Linked DNA regions of Sus scrofa: region 1 is linked to region 2. A link is a contact called in public Hi-C data. All regions are on one chromosome and are shown on one strand. Each heading gives the region's core, a stretch centred on a gene start, on an enhancer-like site or on the middle of the called end of the contact. The rest is flanking DNA. Distances are from core to core; before and after follow the strand shown. Region 1 has its middle 49 kb from the start of GJD2. Region 2 holds the start of ACTC1 (actin, alpha, cardiac muscle 1).

Region 1 (2,983 bases), core at 40-2,539, 79 kb before region 2:
AATAGGAACTCCCTGTACTGTATATTTGGCACGAGAAGAAGCACATTCAAGGTCAAAGCTTAGATGTGGCAGAAGTGGGATTCAGGCAAAAATTATCTGACTTCAAAAACCATATTCTTAATCTCAGAGCTATATAAATGTGTGTGTGTGTGTGTGTGTGTGTGTGTGTGCACGTGTGTTTGCCTTTTTAGGGCCACACCTGTGGCATATGGAAGTTTCCAGGCTAGGGGTCAAATCCGAGCTGCAACTGGCAGCCTTCACCACAGCCACAGCAATGTTGGATCTGAGCTGCATCTGCAAACTATTCAAAGCTCATGGCCACACTGGATCCTTAACCCACTGAGCGAGGCCAGGGATCGAACCCACATCTTCATGGATACTAGTTGGGTTCTTAACCCACTGAGCCATAATAGGAACTCCAAAGCTATATATTGTTATGCTGCCCTCACTGGAACCAGGCAAAGAACTCGCTAAATGGAGGTCATCAAGTTGGAGAGCATGAGAAGAAAGGAACCTCATTTTTTTTTTTAATGGTCTCATCTTCAGCACATGCAAGTTCCTGGGCCAGGGGTTGAATCAGAGCTACGTCCACAATAACACCAGATCCTTAACCCACTGAGCAAGGCCAGGGATCGAACCCATGTCTTCACAGAGAAACCGCCGGGTCTTAACCCACTGAACCACGAGGGAATCTAGGAACCTCATCTTACTTAAACTTATCTGGGCTTCTATGCTCAGTACCAAGAGACTCCTTCCTCAACTGAAAATTAGGAGATGAAGAGCAATGTGTACACCAGAGATTTATTTTGGAGCCAGCTGTCCCTTGGCATGTCCTATTGAATTAGTCAAATGCCTAAGGCATTGCTCAGACCCAGCTGCCAGTGCTTGCCCTGCATCACTAAGCCATAAAGGAAAGAGATCCCACCTGACACAATCTAAGAGCGACCCCAGCCAAATTAAGGAGAAAACAAGAGACTTGAGAACTACATATGGCATCGAAATAGCCACACATTCAGCTGTTGTGCATTGAGTACATAACTGAGTGCTGAGCTTTTGCATTCCGATACCTCTCCTCCTTCCCACACTCAACCCTCCATTAGCCAGTTGTCTGGCCAACTGCAGAGACAACTGGTGGCCCCTCTCCCTCTCCAATATATATATTCATTCTGAGTACAGATGAATTTCACCTAGCGACTAACATGAAAAAATAGGCTTTAAGGAGGGAACAAATCACCTCATTTCTTAGGAGATGAAAGAAGAAACAGTGTACCATCCTTTCTGCACAATAAATGTCTAACGTCAGGGCCTCATTAGGACATTTATCCCAGGCCTCCATTTACAGGTGGTGTAGAGCAGTGAGTCCTAAATTGTAAAAGTGCACAGAAATCACCTTGGGATCTTATTAAAATGCAGATTTCAACTCATTAGGTAGGGCCTGGGATTCTGCATTTCTATCAAGCAGGTAATGACGCTGCAGCTTATCTGAGGACCATAATTCAAGTAGCAAAGGCTTAAGAAAGAAGAGGGTGGTAAGGATTAGATGAATATGGAGGAAGTACAGGGAAAGCAGGCCCTTCAAAGACACTCCTGAGTGGCTATAAAATAGGGAATGTAGGAAGGGAAAGAAGTGGGCTTTGCTTTATTCTGGCAAAATTACATGTAAGAGAATTGCAAGGTTCTAATTCTACTCAGAATATGTGGGCTCCTCTAGGGATGTCTTGGTCCTTGGTTATTGCTACAGAATGGTCTAGATATGTGCTTTTAGAATCACTAGCATGTTGAAAATTTCTTCATGCTGGATTTCCATCCAAAGAATTAAATCTTAATACTGGAGGTAGGTCCCTAGCTCCAAGTTTGTTGTTGGTTTTCATCTCTCCCAGTTGAGAACCCTTGGTCTAACTGTTCTGTGTGGCAAAGCCTACTCTGGACAAAGAAGTCCATACTCTGTCTGGAACAGGGTTCACCCCAGAGTCTGACTCAACAGCACAAGTTGCCCTACTTAGCTGAGGAACTGAAGCTTGGTCATTTTGCTATTTGGGGGTTGCTGAGCTCTACTTGTAGATGATTTTCAGAGTGATACCAGGTAGGCCCAGAACAAAACGTCCCCAGCCCAAGTCTGGTGACAAAATGTCCTTGCCCCTCTTCAGTCTATTTTTCCCTTTCTTGTTTTATTTGTTACCAAGAGTCATGCTATTTGACAAAGTTTCCCTTAGAAGTCTAGGGAGACTTTGGCCAAAGAAACATCACTCGGACCTAATCCTTGACCTCCAGATCTTCTTGGGTTTTTTGGGGTTTTTTTTCGCCATGCCCATGGCATGTGGAAGTTCCCAGACCAGTGATCAAATACATGCCATAGCAGAAACCATGCCAGGTCCATAACCTGCTGCACCACCAGAAAACTCCACCCAGATCTTCTTGTTGATCCAGATTTATACAAGTCCCTCACATTCCAGACCAGACATAGAGGTTTAATATGGCAGAAGTGTTTACTCCTTGCTCTGAATTCATGCCCTGAGGGGCTACACAGTGGGGTAGTATGGAGCTAGGTGAACTTCCTGATTTGTTGTTTCATCATGATCAACCCTCAGGAACCATCTATATTGGGGTTCTCCAGAGAAACAGAACCTATAGAATATATAGGTGTACAAGAGATTTACAATGAAGAGTTGATTTTGAGTTCCCATTGTATTGCAACAGGATCAGGGATGTCTCTGCGGCTCCGGGATGCAGGTTCAATCCACACCTGGTAGAGTGTTAAAGAATCCAGCATTGTCACTGCAGCATAGGTCACAACTATAGTTCAGATATGATCACTGGTCTAGGAACTCCATATGCTGTAGGGAAGCCAAAAGAAAAAAAGGGAAAAAAAGAGTTGATTTAAGTGATTATGGAGGCTAAATCCTAAGACCTGGAGTCAGCAAGCTGGACACCCTGGAGAGTTATGGTGTGGCTCCAGTCTGGGTCTGAAATCAGGAGAAACTGA
Region 2 (3,144 bases), core at 590-3,089:
GAAGGAGCAGAGCCTCACCTCGTTTTTAAAATATTATAATGCCTCCATTAAATTATTAAGCTCATCACCCATGTCAACTGGAATATGAATGACTACACTGTGGAATGACTGAATTAATGACCCATTGTATTTGTCCTAAGAAAAGATTTTGACATCCATCAAGTGAACATAAAAAGATGGACTGATATGCCATTATCACCCTGTCACTGAAATCCAGCCCGCCCAGAGCGGCCCTGGAGTACCCATCATCCATCCACATTTAGGAATGCCACTCTCCTTCCTGGCACTCTGTCTGGCCAGGCATTGTGGCAAAGCCCGAGACGGTGGTATTTCTTTTAATAAATAAGGTGGTATGTAACTATCACCATGGCACTTACTGCCTCTGTCACGCCTGGCTTCTAAAAATGCAACAGCTAGGAAGCAGATGGATGACATCTTTTGGGAGTCCTCTGAACTAGCTGTGAACAAGAGGGAGCAATGTGGCTTGGCCCTGGGTTGGTTGGTATTAATAATAAGTGTATTATTATGAGTTTTGAACAGTACTGAAAAGGGAAGCCAAGGGGTAAAGTGAAGAGTCTGAGAGGTAGAGAAGACACAGGACTAAAGATTCAGGTCAGGAGCAGAAGAGAGAAGCTGCTGCCTTTTTATACCAGGGAAATGGACCCTTGCTGTGCTGAGTCCCTGAAGCCTGAAGCCTGAAGCCGACTGGGGAAAACGCACATTTCCTGGTGTGTTGGAGAGTGTGAGTATTGCTTTGCCTTGGCTCCGATTGGAAGCGAATCCATTTTTTCCTTTTTGACCTAAAGAGGTCATGACGCAGGAAGGTCAAGTGAGAGATTTCCTCGCTGAAGACGTGCCAGGAGGGGTTGTGGAGATGGCTGGGGGGAGGGCAGGTCGGGAGGGGGGCCAAGTTTACCTGGTGGCGCGGGCGGCCTACGATGGAAGGGAAGACCGCGCGGGGAGCGTCGTCGCCTGCGAAGCCAGCCTTTACCAGCCCGGAGCCGTTGTCGCACACCAGGGCGGTGGTCTCCTCGTCGTCGCACATCTTTGTACAGCTTTGGCAGGGTCTGCAGGGGGAGGATAGCAAGGTGGCCCACGTTCAGTGATGCGGAACTGGCCTCGTCCGCGCCCCGGAGAGGAGGGGACGGGGCGGGGGATCCGCGGGCAGGGAAGGGAGTGGGCGACGCCTGCCACCTCCCTTCTCCTTCGGGCAGGAAAGAAGGATGGGAAGAAGCTGCGGGGAGGAGAGGAACCTTCCGGCTCCCCCGCAGAAGGCTCAGCCCCTGCTCTGGTTCAAAAGGGGCGGTCACCCCTTAGCAGGTGCTCCTCAGCCCTTTACATCTTCGCCTTGTCACAAACCGGGAACCCACTTCTGTCCCATTCACACCCCATTCAGGCTTGAGCTCCAGTTGGAGGGAAAAGCACAGGGTAGGGACCCCAAATGCCCCCACTGGGGCCCAAGACTCCCCTTCCAAGCCCCCCCCCCCTTCTGCGAGGACCTAGAGTCAGGACAAAATAAGTTAGAACTAAATGGAAAGTTTGGTCTTAAAGAAGTGACGGAGGGACAGGAACGAGAGGAAGGGCTCCGGGCGCGGGCCGGCGGTGCGACTCACCGTCCGCGGGACGCGCTGGGCTCGGCTGGGCTCGGGCGGCGGCAGGCGCTGGTGCCCCGCGCGGGGCGCGCCGCTTTATAGCGCGCTGATGGACGGGGTCAGTTGGAGCGGCCGGGGGCAGGGGTGGGGGGCCCGGTCGGCCACCTTGCCTTATTTGGTCGCCTTCGCGCCACTGAGGAGCGCCGAGGCCATTCATGGAGCCAAGGGCAGGGGAGAGGATCAGCCGGGGGGCCCCCAGACCATGTAAGGAAGGGGAGGGGGCAGCCTGGGGGATGGCCAAATAGGGACCCAGGGAGGGGCAGGCGGGGAAGGGTAGGGGCTAGGGGAAGACTAAGTGACGCCAGCCCACCCCTCCCCCTTCCTGGGTGGGGGTGCTCCCTGGGTGTGCTGTGGACTAGTTTCCTGCGCAGCCCCGCCAGCCTCAGAAACAATAAGCCCCACACGAGTGGGAAGGCTTGGCGCCCTGCCCTCTGCTGAGGGGTCCTGACAGCTGGGCTAAGGCAGCAGGGGAGTGACAGCAGCTTCTCATCTTCCCAGACTGGGAGCTGGAGGAGCAAAGCACTGGCAGTCCTCTGGGGCCCAAAGGGCACCACAGCAGTACATGTGGGCAGCCAAAAAAGGGGCATTGGGGACAGAGCACCCTCCTGTTGTAGCCCTCACCAACCTGGATGCTGTGCTCCTCTAGAGCAGGGAAGCTGAGATTAACCAAGGCCACCTTGGTCCCCAATTTATGCACAACTCCTGTCTTTAGTCCAGAAAAGGATCACCTGTGGCTAAAGTGAATGAAGGAACAAATGCCAAAATTGGCTTGTCCACTTGCTGGTGGACAACATCCATAAACTGGGGCAAAAGCCTTTATTCCAGGTGGAGAAAAGACAAAGAGAAATATTCTTGTCAAGAAGATAATAGCAACTTCAACTGTATGAACAGATCACATGGCTGCACAGTATGGTCTTAACCAGAATTGAGTTGGAAGAGCAGAGTCTCAGGCCTCATCCCAGAACTACTGAGTCAGAATCTGCATTTTAGCAAGATGCTCAGCTGATGTGCATGGATGTGTGAGAAGCTTCATTGGTAAAAATGATATCAGCTGCTTTGTGGAAACAGATTTTGAAGGATCTTGGGACTTGGGAGAAAGGGATGAAAAGATGATATGAATCAAGGAGAGGAGAAAGGAACAGAGAGACATAAGAAGGACACAGATCACTGGTTTGCCTGGGGTGCCCTGTATTCTCAGTTCTTGACTGGCACTTGGATTTTTAATGCTTGTGTTTTTTCCTCCTGTTCACACCAGTTAAAAATAGAAAACTGGGCACAGGCATCCATCTCTGGAGTGGTCTTGGATTGATGTGCTAAGGAGGCCTGCTGATTAGATACTTGTGCAGACTGGGGAATGCTGGGTCCTCCCCTCAAAGCTCCCCAACCATGTTTGGGTTGATCTGGAGAAGAACATGTGGGGGCAGTTGAGGGACAGAGCCAGGTGAGGGTGGGATCACACTCCACCACATCGTAGGCTTTTTTTTTTTTTTTT

What was found. A called contact is a pair of places that touch in the nucleus more often than the background predicts.
Region 1: a Hi-C map of fetal skeletal muscle shows a contact between it and region 2, with 2.0 times the contacts expected there. The contact joins the enhancer-like site here to the promoter of ACTC1 in region 2. A contact is called at or near these places in 3 of 47 Hi-C or Micro-C datasets (fetal skeletal muscle, heart right ventricle and skeletal muscle) and 1 of 2 datasets of contacts at active chromatin or transcription factors (skeletal muscle).

What each region holds. Positions count from the first base shown.
Region 1 is chr1:136,358,612-136,361,594 of Sscrofa11.1, reverse strand. No RefSeq gene overlaps it. Among named protein-coding and RNA genes, the nearest start is that of GJD2, 49 kb to the right of the region's middle. Within about 2 kb of position 1,289, at least 3 of the 83 cell types and tissues checked have an H3K27ac peak or open chromatin away from gene starts, as enhancers often do. A contact at or near this core is called in fetal skeletal muscle and skeletal muscle, where this site is marked.
Region 2 is chr1:136,279,814-136,282,957 of Sscrofa11.1, reverse strand. ACTC1 (actin, alpha, cardiac muscle 1) reads right to left here and starts at 1,839. Exons shown (of 7, transcript NM_001170517.2): 1 at 1,614-1,839; 2 at 917-1,067. The coding sequence starts at 1,045.